Regions from separate parts of the Mus musculus genome. Here all the other regions are linked to region 2. Evidence: chromatin contacts called from public Hi-C and HiChIP or PLAC-seq data. All regions are on one chromosome and are shown on one strand. The core of a region is the stretch at or near the end of the contact, and the rest is flanking DNA. Distances in the headings are between cores, read along the strand shown.

Region 1 (2,700 bases), core at 198-2,697, 300 kb before region 2:
GAGGAGGCAAAGTAGCAGAGCCACTCTTTGTAAGGGTCTGCAAGGCTAATCTCAGTATGCATTCCTTTTATGTCTGAGTCTGCTTCTTTCAGCTTTAAGAAGCTGGGTTTCACCAGCAGCTTTACTCCTTTCCCCTTTACTCACCTGATACCATCAGCTGCCTGCCGGCACAGCTATGAGCAGGCCAGATTACTCCACCCCCATCTCTACAAATACTGAAAATACCTACCTATATATCTTTGAAACATAGGAAAACACAATTTTATAATTTCATTTCAGAGAAGTAGGACCAGAACATTGAAAATCAACCAATCTTTGGCCAACTAAGCCAGTGTACATGCTACGCAGTACAGGGTTATAGGCTTTGGTTTGGTTTGGTTTGGTTTTTTGAGACAGGGGTTTATTGCATAGGCCTGACTTGCTATACTAACCAAGCCTCGACCTTAAGACAGTCCTTCAGCTCTGATTCCCAAGAGCCGGATTACAGGGATATGTCACTGTGCCTGGGTAAGAGTCTATATATTTCATATGTGAAAATATTTAAAAGATTGACTATCGTCACCAAAGCACGGAAGTTGGGCTTTCATTGTGAATTGTGGAGAACTATGCTTGCGATCAAAGAAGTGGGCAATCTCCAACTTGAGCATCTGAAATTCTGCATTATGATAGCTGCTGTATTTACTTCACTGAGAAGTTGCCAAGTTCTGCTCGTGCAATGAAGGTAAGGGCGTGTGGAAATTGTAACATATTCAGAATGGTTAGATTCTGAGTGTATAACGATAGCATGATGATTTTGTCAGGTTGAGGTGAAAGATGCCTGCCTCATTCATTCGTTCCTATTTTCAATTTCTGTAAAGAATAATTTTCAAAGCTTAAGTCATGATCTGCTCTATAGTCCTCACTTCTATTCTGCATCCCTCTTATGTCATATACGTTCATACTTTCAGATTGAAGGAGAACATTAACCAACTTATAGACACTAAAGATAAATTTGTACACAAGGGAATTCAAATACAGCTACATGACAAAATGGCCAATGCTATTGCCCAGAAGTCTCCTTTGTAACCTCAATAAAATTATAGGCATACAATAGTGAGGATTCATCCTTAGTCTTCTGGGTTCTCGGTGGCCAAGAATACTTTTTAGGGCGATTAACACCAGAGTCATCAATCTCTAATGGGTATCTGAATGCCCACAAGTTCAGGGAGTCTTCTGACCATGAGAGTTAACAGTAACAATCAGCTCTGGCCACCTGTATTATTTGTGTTTGAAAAGTGTCCATGTTGACTGAACAAACACTCTCAGGCACCACACATCTGTGGTCTGCAGGGCTACTTTCATCACACTGAGCCTGTTCTTTGAGAGCGACTGGCTTCATGCTGAACTCAGCATGAGGACAACAGGGCAGGACACCAATTAGTGAAGGCATTTGCACCAGCCTGACAGGACCACTGTGCGGGGAAGTTCACTGGAGCCTATACAAGAGCAGAAGCATGTCCTTCGGCAGTAAATAATTAAACTGAAAGGGAAAGGCGTTATGCTTCATAGGCGGAGATTTGATTTATGTTCAGGAAAATCCGCAGCCTTCAGAAATCTGATCAGTTACCAGTCCCACATGATCTTGACAAAGCCGCTAGGAACTGCACCGGTTCCCTTGTACTATACTTTCTCTGTCATCTAAATTCAGTTTTTGACCTTCAGCAGGGCAGACATGAAAACACAGGTCAGGCTGTGAGCCAGCACAGTGCTGAGTAGAAGTTGTCAGGAGCCCATCTCTACTTCTTGAAAACAAACACGCGCCATCATGATTTGCTCTCCTGGCCAGTGCTCACGTCAATTTTGTAGCTTCCAAGTTTTCATTTAACCATAATGATTAATTTTTCTATTTTCTAGATTTGCAGAACTAAAAATAAAGATAAGGTAACTAGCCAAGTACCGAATGTAATTTTCTCTAGCACATAAATTTTGCCTTTAGTCCAGTCTATAGATCTAATTCCCACTTAGTCTGTTTCCATTCAAGTTGTTCTAGAAAAGACAAAGAAAAGATCAGAAGCCAAATCTCCTGTCTGATAACATTCTTCGAAACTTTAAACAGCTTTAAGAGAGTTGGCCTCAAACCCAAACATTAACTTGATCGCTCAATTTTAATGAGGTCAAGCAAGCTGCTGAGCACCTGGCTGGTACTCAAGGTCCTGCCCTGAGTGGTGAGGGCCACCTTGTTCTTACCAAGAATGTAAGAGGTAGTGACAGGTGATAATGTAATGCAGAAAGCTGTTGCCCAGGTCACTTCATCTTTGAACCCCACTGGATTCCCAGAGGCAATGGCATAGGTTCTAGCTAGGCATCAGCAGTTTTCTCATTATCTAAGGAGCTGAAGAAGACTTTTTGCAGAGAATAATTTTTTAAAAAAATTAGGAGGACCCGTAATATGTATGGATTTGCCAGCCTAAGGAAGGAAGGAAGGAAGGAAGGAAGGAAGGAAGGAAGGAAGGAAGGAAGGAAGGAAGGAAGGAAGGAAGGAAGGAAGGAAGGAAAACTTCTAGAAATTTTGAGCAGAGATCTGGAGGCGATACTGCAGTGACTATCTGTATTACGCCATTTAAATCAGGGTACTCATTGCACACTATTTACTGTGAAAGCATTCAAGCCCCTTCTAACCTCTTGAAAGGCATAGTACATTACCATTATCTACAGCAACTC
Region 2 (2,700 bases), core at 117-2,616:
ATCTGGTCTTTGTGAACTCCCAACACAAAGGCAGAATTAACACTGTAATTGTATGCAAACATCAGAGAAACAAAAATGACTCCCCCCACCCCCACCCCCGCAAGAAACTCTGCCTCATGTCACCATGACCCTGCAAACTCAGAAAGAAAACAGTGTTGGAGACTAGAAAGAAAGGCAAGTGAACACCTCCAGCCTCGTGTGGTCTCACGTTAGTCATTAGCCAAAAGCAAATCCCAAGTGGGTGAAGGGCATGGTGATCGGTCACGGCGTGAGGGTTGAAATGGGGCTCGTTCACTGGACAAATATTTACTATGCACCTTCAACACCAGGCACTCACTCACTGTCCGGGAGCATAGGGAAGCCGCCCCTGAGCTGGTGGAGCTTGAGTTTCTCAGCTCAAAGGCTGGATTTGGTCTCAGTGTGACTTAGGGGTCCATTTCAAAGATGCAACTACTCCCCACAGAGCGATGGTTTGACTCCTCTGAAAGTGTCTCCATGGCTACAATCCCTAGAGAAGGGCCAGAACCATGGAAATTAAGAACCTAGTTTTGTACAAAAAGGAAAGGAGTAAGTAACTTTCTAGCCAAACTCCATGGAACTCCACAAAATCACGGGCCACACCGAGGGGCAGCCCACAGAAGGTCTGGGCTCTGCCTTGGAGGAAGCAATGTGGGAGACCTGGTATTTGACAACAACGCAAGAACGGTAAGCTGAGAAAGGCAAGGCAAACAAAAGTGGAAGGTATAATATATATACATATAATCATAATAATCTCACTGCATACCCACCACCACCCCTAAGCATGTATTTATGAACTGACGTGATATGGCCCAGAAAGTCTTAATACTACAATATTAAATCCCGTCCACGGGAGAAGCGAAGACGGCACATTATAACAAAGACAGTTGGGCTCTGCGTTGTTGGTTTTCTGGTGCTTGCTAATGTTCTGGTTTTTAGCTTTGCTCACGTAGATGTTATGTTCCTTTAAAGGGCTCCCTTCCTGCCAGACCGTTTTTTCAACCAAAGTGCAATGCTGCCCCCTCGTGGCTGAATGCCGTGAGCGCGCACGCAGAAACCCAGCCTTCGCAAAGCCGACTCTACCCGGATTTCATTTTGCCATTTTTCCCCGTCTTCCAAAGTGCAACTATTTCATCTTTAAAGATTCACCGCTCGGGGGTATTTTCTGGCTTACACGCTAATCAACACGTTATTTTCTTCTATAACAGGAACCGTGCTCTGGTTACTTAACGAGGGGGAGTTGTGGGTATGTGGCGGCTTTCTCCACTTTGTGCTTTATGAATTAAGTGATCTCCCCAGAGAAGCTCAGAAATCAGGCCTATTCCATGTAACCTTTAGAATCCTGACTGGGATTCTCACTGGGGAGGCGTTCCCAGAGAGCGCCAGCTCAAGGAGATCAATGCCTGACAGACCATCCCACTCCCAGACAAATGTATTTGATTTCAGTTCAACCTTCGATTCTCATACTGAAACCAAAAGCTCTGAAAATAGCAATGCAGGTGAAACACTGAGCTGGGGAAAGGCTCCTTCCCGGGTTGAGCGAAAGAAAACAACACTCCCAGCTTAAAGAACGGCAGCCTGCATGGAAACACTGTGTGGGGCAGGTGGAGAGCTAACAGGGCAGCTCGCTTCGCCACGATCTGGGTCCAGCCACCGACCCGTCCCTGTATTAACAACCTGAGAATATGTGGAAATGCAAAGACGAGGGTCATCCAGAGCTACTGAATGCTAAAATCTGCCTCTAGGTCTTAGAAGTCTGCACTTTGACCAAGGTCCCCCAATGGTTTATAGCACCCAGAACTTTGAAAACCACTGAGTAATATTTAATAAGAGTCTTAACCTCCATTAAGAAGATACTGTTATTCTGAGATTTTTCAAATATCACAAAGCTGCAGAATAACCAGAGTGGGGTGGGGAGGGAGGGAGAGGAGGAGGGGAGAGGGAGAGGGAGAGGGGAAGAGAGAGAGAGAGAGAGAGAGAGAGAGAGAGAGAGAGAGAGAGAGAGAGAGAGAGAGAGAGAGAGAGAGAGAGAGATTACTTTCCTTTGATTTCTATCAAATTAAAAAGATGTTGCCTGACAACCCAAGAGTCCAACCAGTAAACACCGATAACCATCAACAAAAGTCATGATCACCACTTGGCCATGGCTGATGAGAGTTATCAATGGGATCAGCAACCTCAATGATAATACTTTTGAAAGTCCCTAAGTACAAAATATAAACCAGCTCATTCTGTGGTAACATTCGCTGGATCTGAGGGTAGGAGAGCCTACAGATACCTGCAGAGCATTTTTTTTCCTTGAGAGTAAGAGACCTACCAAAGGTAACCAAGATAGAGGACTGAGAAGTAAGAAAGGCAGAGGGAGGGAAAGAGGAAGGGGAAGGGCAGGGGAGATGAAAGGAGACAAGGGGACCAGAAAAGAGAAGGGGGAGGAGAGAGGGAGAGAGGGGGGAGGAGAGAGGGAGAGAGGGGAGGGGAGGGGAGGGGAGGAGAGGAGAGGAGAGTTGAAAAGTTTCACACCCTTTCAGAGGCTGGGGGGATCCCCTGCTTCTCCAGGCTGGGGATCCCAGTAGAAACCTACCCTCCCCGACTTAATAACAGACTACCCTGGAAATCAAAACCTGCCTGGTCATCAAGAAAAACTAAACAACAGCTGCAGGGAAAGGTCTAGAAGCATGCGTG
Region 3 (2,725 bases), core at 69-2,568, 270 kb before region 2:
TATGTACCAATTTACATAATTAAAAATAACTATTTTTAACAGTTCCAGGAGCTGAAGATTGCCACCTGACCTTCAGAGAGCCCCGGGGCTCTTTCCCCCTCCCTTGGAGCCTCCTCTTGCTTATGCTTATATTGCCACTCCTGAATAAAGTTTTCAGAGCATGATAAAAAAAAAGGAACGTCTCAATAAATATGTTTAATTGGGAAGTAAAAAGACTTTGGTGTTAGCTCAGAAGGTAAAGTGTTTGCTCTACAATCATGAAGATCTGAGTTTGAATACCCAAAACCCACAGACATTATGATGTGGTAGAATACACATCTGTAATCCCAAGACTCCTACTGTGAGATGGGATGCAGGAACTCACAGGGTAGCTAGGCTGCTGTATGCAACAGAGAACAAAAGATTCTGTCCTAAAACAGACAGAAGGCAAAGGCAGACCCACACTGCCATCTAACCTCCACACACATGTTTATATAGTACAAGCCTACACACACATACACAGAGAGAGAGACAGAGGCAGAGACAGAGACAGAGAGAGACAGAGACAGAGACAGAGACAGAGACAGAGGCAGAGGCAGAGACAGAGACAGAGGCAGAGGCAGAGGCAGAGACAGAGACAGAGGCAGAGACAGAGACAGAGGCAGAGGCAGAGACAGAGACAGAGACAGAGAGAGAGACAGAGACAGAGAGAGAGACAGAGACAGAGGCAGAGACAGAGAGAGACAGAGAGAGAGACAGAGGCAGAGACAGAGAGAGAGACAGAGACAGAGGCAGAGGCAGAGACAGAGACAGAGACAGAGACAGAGACAGAGACAGAGGTAGAGACAGAGAGCGCATATGCATGAGAATGCTTTTTAAGAAGTAATAATATTTCAGTGTTTAAAGGATTTCATGATAACCTGCTTTTAATTTTCTGTTCGACTCTCTTCATGTTCAAAACCTTCATTGACGCTTTCCATCCCCTCTGACTGCGCACCCAGTCTGACCCTTCCTTGGAGTTTCTCGCCTGTATTCACTGTGTCACACCACCACTGCAAACATCATGCTTTCCATGACGAATTTCTCTAATTGCAGTTCTACAGGCTTGACGCTGTTCCTTTCGCAGTTCATGCCACATAGGATTAAACAATGAGAAGGAGAAGGGACTTGAAGATCCGGAGTACATTACAAACCAGCTTCTTAACCTAATCATCTCAGTTCATTAAAATCGGCAATCAGCGTGCCGGTTTCATTTCTCAAACGCTTCACTATAAAACCCCAGCCTTTGCTGGAGCAGCCTAATCACTGCCTAATTAGCATAACTTCAAAACTCCCAGCTAGTCATTCTCAATTGGATCTCTTGCTTCCTAGAACGTCTTATGCTGCTTTGACGGGGAAAACTGCAGCCAGCCCAGCCACAAGTGAAGCCTCATTTGGCCCAAGCCATTGGTAACTTTCAAATGACAGACAAATTGATAACAAAAACTATTCTAATTTTAATGTCCCACGGGAGGATGATATAGACAGAGCCAGGTGATGCTGTTCTGCAAGTCACTGGGAAAGCATCTCCATGTCCACTGGCAGCCTGATGTTCTTACCGGTCCTTCCCCTACTTTACTCCGAATTTTTAACCTATTTCCCAAATCAGGCCTATAATTCTGTATATTTTTCTCCGATTCTATTTGTCTAGAATTTATCTGTCTTTTCCTGAGCAGAGATTCCTACTAGGTCATTCTTTTCATGGTATGTCTCTGACTCTTCTGCTTATCGGAGTCACCATAATTTGCTGTGTGAGTGAAAAACTGAGGCCATGAACCCTTCTCGCCGCATGAATCAGTTTGTCCTTGTCTCAAAATTGTCTGCATCAGGGCTGGCAGGTGGCCCAGTCTTTTAGACTGCTATGTGATATTCCAGAGATGGGGATTTGGTTCCAAGCACTTAAATCAGGTTCAGGTGGCTCACAACCACCTGTAAGACCAGTTCTGGGGGACCTGACACCCTCTTGTGGTCTCTGCAAGCACCTGCATACAGGTAGTGCATATAAACTCACCCAGGGCATACACATAAATAAAAACCAATGTAAAAGGTACTCTACATCAATAAAAGAATTTTAATAACTGTCTTGTGAATAAGAATTTCTCTGATATGCCAGGCAAAGTGTCACAGGCCTTTAATCTTTTAATGAGAGCCAGCCTGGTCTACATAGTGAGTTGTATGGCATCCAGAATTACATTGTGATATTCTATCCTGAAAAACAACAACAATAACAACAAAAAGATGGTTTCATTCTGTATGTTATATGCTCACATAATTAAGATCTGAATCATCACACATTTACCATTAAAAGTATTTCAAAAAAGACATTATAGAAGTAAAAAGAAAATCTGGAAACTGTTGATTTAATTCCATAGTTTTACATATATGAAGTTGAGGCTGTTGTTTCAAACCATACTTAAGGTTTGTGTCTTCTTCCACAATGAACCAAAGTGTGTGGAGAGTGGACAAACCTTTTGCACTGCTCTCAAATTTCTCTCTGCTAGATGCAGGATGTATGCACAGGGGAAGATAAGTAAATATGCATTTAATATTGAATAAATGAGACATATAAAGTCAAGAAAAGTACACAAGTACACATGTATTTAAAGATATTTTAGGCCAAGTGTCGTTGCACAGTTTGTTTAGCATGTCTACGGCCCTGGATTTAATTTCTTGTAACACAATACAATAAAGTAACAAATATATTGTT
Region 4 (2,700 bases), core at 134-2,633, 500 kb before region 2:
GTGAGGATAGAACACACAAACAGCAGGTGAATACCTGTAAATTTGTGAAAATCATGACAAAGGGCCCTGTTCTGTTTATTAGGCTAATCGGTGCAAATAGACAATATGGTCCTAATGGGCTATTGAAAACATCTTCAGTAGTGCAGGAGACTTGGTGAATGATCCTTTCCTGCTCATATTCATGCTTTTAAGAGAACAAAACACACAGAATACTGACTTAAAATCTTCCAGACCACTGAGATTTACCAGGAACTGTCTGTCTCCTGTGAGCACATTTAATAAAGAAAATAAATAGAATCAGGGATTCCTCATAACACAGCATGATCGATTTCCTCACAAGTGTTATTCTTGTTTCCTGGCACACACACAAATCATGAGCCCTGTCCTTAAGGTAATCTTACTGAGTTAGATTCCTGGATGTGGCCCTTGGTTTTATGGTCTAAGAAATTAGCTCATTTCCCCCATTTGACCACCTATACTGTAACTGTCTTCTGAAATTAACTCTGGCCACTGTAGTAGGGTTTCTTTTATCTCAGGTCTCCTCATAGTCCACTCCCCTTCCCAGAGTTTGCATCTTCTGCCAACTACATCGGGTATACTAGAGCTGAAAGGACAGGCAGAGTCTGCCACCATAGCATCCTTCACTAACAAGCAAGATGCTGAGAAAGGACAAAGAACAAAGATAGCTAAATTTAAAGCAAAATAATCCAGATGCAGAAATGGAATCTTGGCTGATGTGGTGGTCACATGTCTATAGTCACAGAGCTGGGCAGCAGCAGCACTGCAAGTTCAAGGTCATCCTGAGCTACATGCTAAGATCCTAGCCCAGAAAAACAAAAGGCAGAAAAACCTAGAATCTTCTCTGACCCATGTGGCTCTATGAGCACAGCACCACTTTGAAGCTCACTTTGTCTAGCAGGATCAATGGTCTACCAAGCTGTCTCCTGTCCTGTGGTCATACTGTTAGCTCTCTCTTTACCTACGTCCAACTTTCCCCGGAATATCCAATGGGTGATAGACGGTCTTTAAAGTATTTTGCTTGACATACCCACACTCTAACCTATGATTTGTATTTGATGCTAAAAGTCTAAGGGCTGCCTCCTCCTCTTCCTCCTCTAGCACCTACCCACTCCTCTGTGTGTGTGTGTCTGTGTCTGTTTATCTGTTTGTGGTTATGTCCATCTAATGTGGGTATGTTCATCTGTATTCAGGTCTCTGTGAAAGCTAGAAGGCATAGGATCCCTTGGAGGTGGTGGTATGTGTGCTTGTAATCCATCCAACATGGATACTGGGAACTGAACCTGAATCTTGAAACAGCAGCAAGCGGTCCTAACCACTAAGCCATCTTTCCAGCCTTAAGATTCATCTATTTCACCAGATTGTGACGACTTTCCTTTCTGTCTCCAAGAACACGAGTCATCTGCATGACCATTGACTTCTTCACATTTCCCCATCCAAAAGCAGAACTTGAATTTCCTAAAACTCAAAGCAAGGTTAGTTGCTAGCATGTCCTACAGTTCCAATGCTAAAATCTCAAGGTTGATATCAAACAAGATACTGGACAAGAGTCCTTTACATTTATTTTGGAAATTTACATGACTAACCAAATTCTCTGGCTTGGATAATTTTGAGTTATAAATATTCTTTATAAACAAACCATCTCCTCTCGTCTCATTTGCTTTTCCAGTAGCAGAGAGAATCAATAAATGGATCATTTTTCACTAATAAAGAAACACCTGCAGCCCTGTATTTACGAAGGGAGTGCAGGGACAAAGTGTTGATTCATCTTATTCTCTAAGTAGGTGGATCTCTATCTTAGGCCAGGGATAGGTGACTATGTTTCTTCTGCTGCATGCCATGTCACTGTGTCTCCCTAGCAGTGGAAGAAGTGTCAGTTAACTTCTCAAAGATGCTGTTTTATTATGACCAAACACGCAAAAGAAGGTTAAAGAAGTCCCCACCACTATAACTCCATTTAAACTGGTTGTCACAAGAAGAAAACCCACTGGACTTGAAATCAAGTTAATATTTCCAAGCACTGATTTCCATTCTCCAAAGACTTTCCTTGGCACCTGCCTGCCAGTCTCAATGACTGCTAGATCAGGTCCCAAAGCCTTCCAGTGGAAGCTTAGGCTTCCCACAGGCCAACATCTGCAATGTCCTACACAGGATGCATTACGCATCAGTCCCTGAAAGCAATCATTCTTCTACAGTTTCTGGATGCCCAGGCCCTGCGTCAGACACCTCCATCTCTCTGTTCTGCTTTCTACTTCCTCTTCTTCTATAGTAAAGTTCTATAGTTACTTCCTTAGTTCACACTGATGTCTTTTGTGATCAAGGGCTCACTTCTGCCTTTCCTCCCACAAGATTAACTGGTTTGTTAGAAAGACTCTGAGCTCTGGAGCTAGAAAATCATAGACTGTTGTCCTAATCTCTCTGGACAACTGCATAGCCATAAGAATGAAGGCATTCTACTTCTTTGAGCCTCAGCTTTCTCCTCTGCATGAGAAACATATCATACAATGAAACAAATCACCTGAGTTACTAACCCCTGTAGCCCATCTATGAGCCAGATTAAAATGCTGTTTGTATATTTACTAAAGAAATATTTTTAAAGCTGTGCATATATATATACATATATGTATATGTGTGTGAGAAAGAGAGAATATATGTGTATATATGTGTGTATATGAGTGTATG
Region 5 (2,700 bases), core at 168-2,667, 370 kb before region 2:
TATACCTACTTGATGCCCTGAGGGAGCCCTCACTGACTCTCAACCCTCATTCCTTGCTTAGTACTGATACACAAATCAGACCAACCTTGGGGACTTCCTGTTGCACATGGTTAAAATTCATGAATCTTATATTAGGGCATAATAAGGAAGTAAATTTCAGCAAGAATCTAACTTTAGGCTATAATAGGGAAGTAGGGTAAGGCAGGAATTTTAGTCTTTGGGTGGAACAGAAGAACTAGGCTTCAGGCAAGAGTTTGGGCTTGGACAAGGAAGTGGGCTCATGTATTTTAGTCATTATGACAAGCCCTTTTAAACAACTGTCATGGGAGTAATCACAGGAATTCACTTAAGGCTTTGTTAGTTCCTTATTGTACTGCTCACCCAAAATACTTGCATGTAATTAAAATGGTATAAAAAGTAGATGGGAAATACCAAATTTGCCTTCAGTCTCAGACTTGACTGGGGTCATGCTAAAAAAAATAAATAAATAAAAAATAAGTTAAAAAATTCGTTTTCTCCAGAGACAGTCTGTTACCCCTGCAGTTCATCCACCCCCGCTACCGACCACTGCCTCTGTGAGCCTCTGTTCTCTACAGAATCCTGTATCATCAGGTTCTGTCTAGCTTTCATTTTGTAGGTGAAAGTTATCAATCCTCAATTTTAGCTTTAACTCCATTGTTCCAAACTCTGTCACTTTTAATGGACTTTCAGAACATATGTAGTATTTAGGGAACAAAAACATCAAGCAATTTAGAGCTCAGTGGCATAAAACTTAATGAAACTATCAGGACGTTTGGAAGTAAATATAGCTTTCACTCCTGTCTGTCTCAATCTCCCTTTTCTAAATCTGGTTCTCTTCTTCTTCTTCTTCTTCTTCTTCTTCTTCTTCTTCTTCTTCTTCTTCTTCTTCTTCTTCTTCTTCTTCTTCTTCTTCTTCTTCTTGTTCACCTTTCCCTATCACCAAGGGCTCCTGTCCCCAGCTCTCTGAGACTGAATTAAGGTCAGTGTGAAACTGAAATTTGAGAACTGGGGACAGTTTAGTTAAATCTTCCTTTGCACTGCATTTCCTGTATTCATTTGCTTGTTCAACTAAATGGTTTTGTTTGTGTGTTGTTTTGCAATGCTAAAGATTGAATCCAGGGCCTTGTGCATGCTAAACAGACCTCCACAGCTGACGTACTCTTTTCCTGTCCTTAACTTCTGGTTTCTTCTAGCTTGTTCTGCACCAATATTACTTGAACATTTGTCTGTTTCTCTCTACATAGTCACACCTTTCAGGAAGAAAACTTAGGTTATCATGGGCAATACTGAACTGCATGCACAGGACTCAATTTAATAGTTATGGAATTTAGGACTGCTCAGATTCTTATGCTACAATTAAGGGAAACAAGACTCTGGAATGTAAGGGACTTTTCCAATGTCATACATTTGGTCACTGGAAACTACCAAATGAACCACTAACCTTTAGTTCTTTCTATGGGATGTGTCTAATTCAAATTTGAATCTTTGACATTGATATTGACAGATGACTGGTTTACATTTTAATGTATGGAGTTTTAAAGGAATTCAGCTACCACCCATGCTGGTTCCAGAGGGCTGTTATGATCAAGTGCTGTGAGGTGTGACAAGGTCAGTGACAAAACAGTCTCCGCATGCTCTTATACTCCCAGTACAAGTGTCATCTTAAGGGGAGTAACAGAAATCTGAATAAGGCGGTTCTTAGGATGCTTCCAGTATTCTTCTCAAATCTTTGAACACAGAAAATGAGTAAGTCGTTTGTTTGTGTCTTCTGAAACAAAAATAAACAAAACACAGATGCAAGAATAAATCAAGTACCATTGTGTATACTTGTATTTCACTACCAACCAGTTACACACTCAGGCAGCTCTTTTCTTTCTATCACTGAGGGCATCTGACATCCAGGGCTGTCTTCTGTTTCCTGTTCATTCACAAGAACAGTGCTGTTCAATTGTTTTTACACTTGATCTTAGCCAAAAGGCTGAGAAGCAATATATTTCATTGTTTTTAAAGGAGCAGGCACATTTCATTCACCAGAGACATGCCCTCTACTACCAAGAAGAGACAACTCCACTAGAACCCCTCTGCCATCATGTTTTAAGACATCAAGATCATGACCAACACGTGTTCAAGGTTTATTCCTTAAACACATATATTTTTAATTGTTATCTAAAGGCACTGAAAATACATACTTTGATGGGTACCACCTTATGTTTCAAGATATGTATACATTATATGATATTCAAATAGAGTTGAATATCTTTATCTCTACAAATGTCTATCGTGCTTTTATGATAACAACCTTTCTGTTTGAAATACATGGTGATTCTTGCTTGATATTCCCCTGTACAATATTATTGCAGAGGGACTAAACAGTCCATCTATTGTGCCTTACCGACTCAACAGTCAACTTTTCTTCATACTGTCTTCTCTCGGCTCCATATGCCTCAAGCTCAGATAACTACAAATCTACTTGCAATCTATACATGGCTTTTCATGACAGGTAGTAGTGTCTCTCTTTATCTGTCTTCCTTCACTTATAACAACCACCCCTTCATATTTCCATTCATATTGTTACATGTGACAAGATTCCATCTGCCATTTGGTTAGATATAATTCTATTGAAGTATGTGCAAATCCATGTATCATTTGATGGACTCATAAGATTATTTCCATTGCTTG

What was found. Hi-C and Micro-C count contacts between places; a contact is called where the count stands out from the background. HiChIP or PLAC-seq counts read pairs in DNA pulled down with a chosen protein or histone mark.
Region 1: a contact with region 2 is called in a Hi-C map of uterus, with 8 times the contacts expected there. The contact joins two enhancer-like sites. A contact is called at or near these places in 10 of 484 Hi-C or Micro-C datasets (bone marrow-derived dendritic cells, cerebellar granule neurons, cerebellum and 3 more), 5 of 115 datasets of contacts at active chromatin or transcription factors (bone marrow-derived dendritic cells, bone marrow-derived macrophages, embryonic stem cells and 2 more) and 1 of 9 other capture datasets (embryonic stem cells).
Region 3: an H3K27ac HiChIP or PLAC-seq map of SST interneurons shows a contact between it and region 2, with 4 times the contacts expected there. The contact joins two enhancer-like sites. A contact is called at or near these places in 9 of 484 Hi-C or Micro-C datasets (adipose-derived mesenchymal stem cells, bone marrow-derived macrophages, embryonic stem cells and 2 more), 3 of 115 datasets of contacts at active chromatin or transcription factors (SST interneurons, bone marrow-derived macrophages and embryonic stem cells) and 1 of 9 other capture datasets (embryonic stem cells).
Region 4: a contact with region 2 is called in an H3K27ac HiChIP or PLAC-seq map of bone marrow-derived dendritic cells, with 3 times the contacts expected there. The contact joins two enhancer-like sites. A contact is called at or near these places in 12 of 484 Hi-C or Micro-C datasets (the AtT-20 cell line, the G1E-ER4 cell line, Th1 cells and 9 more), 9 of 115 datasets of contacts at active chromatin or transcription factors (SST interneurons, bone marrow-derived dendritic cells, bone marrow-derived macrophages and 5 more) and 1 of 9 other capture datasets (embryonic stem cells).
Region 5: an H3K27ac HiChIP or PLAC-seq map of bone marrow-derived dendritic cells shows a contact between it and region 2, with 5 times the contacts expected there. The contact joins two enhancer-like sites. A contact is called at or near these places in 2 of 484 Hi-C or Micro-C datasets (liver and nephron progenitors) and 4 of 115 datasets of contacts at active chromatin or transcription factors (astrocytes, bone marrow-derived dendritic cells, bone marrow-derived macrophages and 1 more).

Annotation. Positions count from the first base shown.
Region 1 is chr3:50,608,119-50,610,818 of GRCm38.p6, forward strand. No RefSeq gene overlaps it. Among named protein-coding and RNA genes, the nearest start is that of Gm6209, 23 kb to the left of the region's middle. Within about 2 kb of position 1,448, at least 22 of the 459 cell types and tissues checked have an H3K27ac peak or open chromatin away from gene starts, as enhancers often do. A contact at or near this core is called in bone marrow-derived dendritic cells and uterus, where this site is marked.
Region 2 is chr3:50,905,120-50,907,819 of GRCm38.p6, forward strand. No RefSeq gene overlaps it. Among named protein-coding and RNA genes, the nearest start is that of Gm37548, 18 kb to the left of the region's middle. Within about 2 kb of position 1,367, at least 109 of the 459 cell types and tissues checked have an H3K27ac peak or open chromatin away from gene starts, as enhancers often do. A contact at or near this core is called in SST interneurons, bone marrow-derived dendritic cells and uterus, where this site is marked.
Region 3 is chr3:50,638,938-50,641,662 of GRCm38.p6, forward strand. No RefSeq gene overlaps it. Among named protein-coding and RNA genes, the nearest start is that of Gm6209, 54 kb to the left of the region's middle. Within about 2 kb of position 1,319, at least 13 of the 459 cell types and tissues checked have an H3K27ac peak or open chromatin away from gene starts, as enhancers often do. A contact at or near this core is called in SST interneurons, where this site is marked.
Region 4 is chr3:50,404,713-50,407,412 of GRCm38.p6, forward strand. All of the region lies in intron 6 of Slc7a11 (solute carrier family 7 (cationic amino acid transporter, y+ system), member 11), which reads right to left. Among named protein-coding and RNA genes, the nearest start is that of Slc7a11, 38 kb to the right of the region's middle. Within about 2 kb of position 1,384, at least 57 of the 459 cell types and tissues checked have an H3K27ac peak or open chromatin away from gene starts, as enhancers often do. A contact at or near this core is called in bone marrow-derived dendritic cells, where this site is marked.
Region 5 is chr3:50,536,509-50,539,208 of GRCm38.p6, forward strand. Gm6209 (a long non-coding RNA gene) reads right to left here. Exons shown (of 6, transcript XR_003954471.1): 6 at 1-1,789. Among named protein-coding and RNA genes, the nearest start is that of Gm6209, 49 kb to the right of the region's middle. Within about 2 kb of position 1,418, at least 5 of the 459 cell types and tissues checked have an H3K27ac peak or open chromatin away from gene starts, as enhancers often do. A contact at or near this core is called in bone marrow-derived dendritic cells, where this site is marked.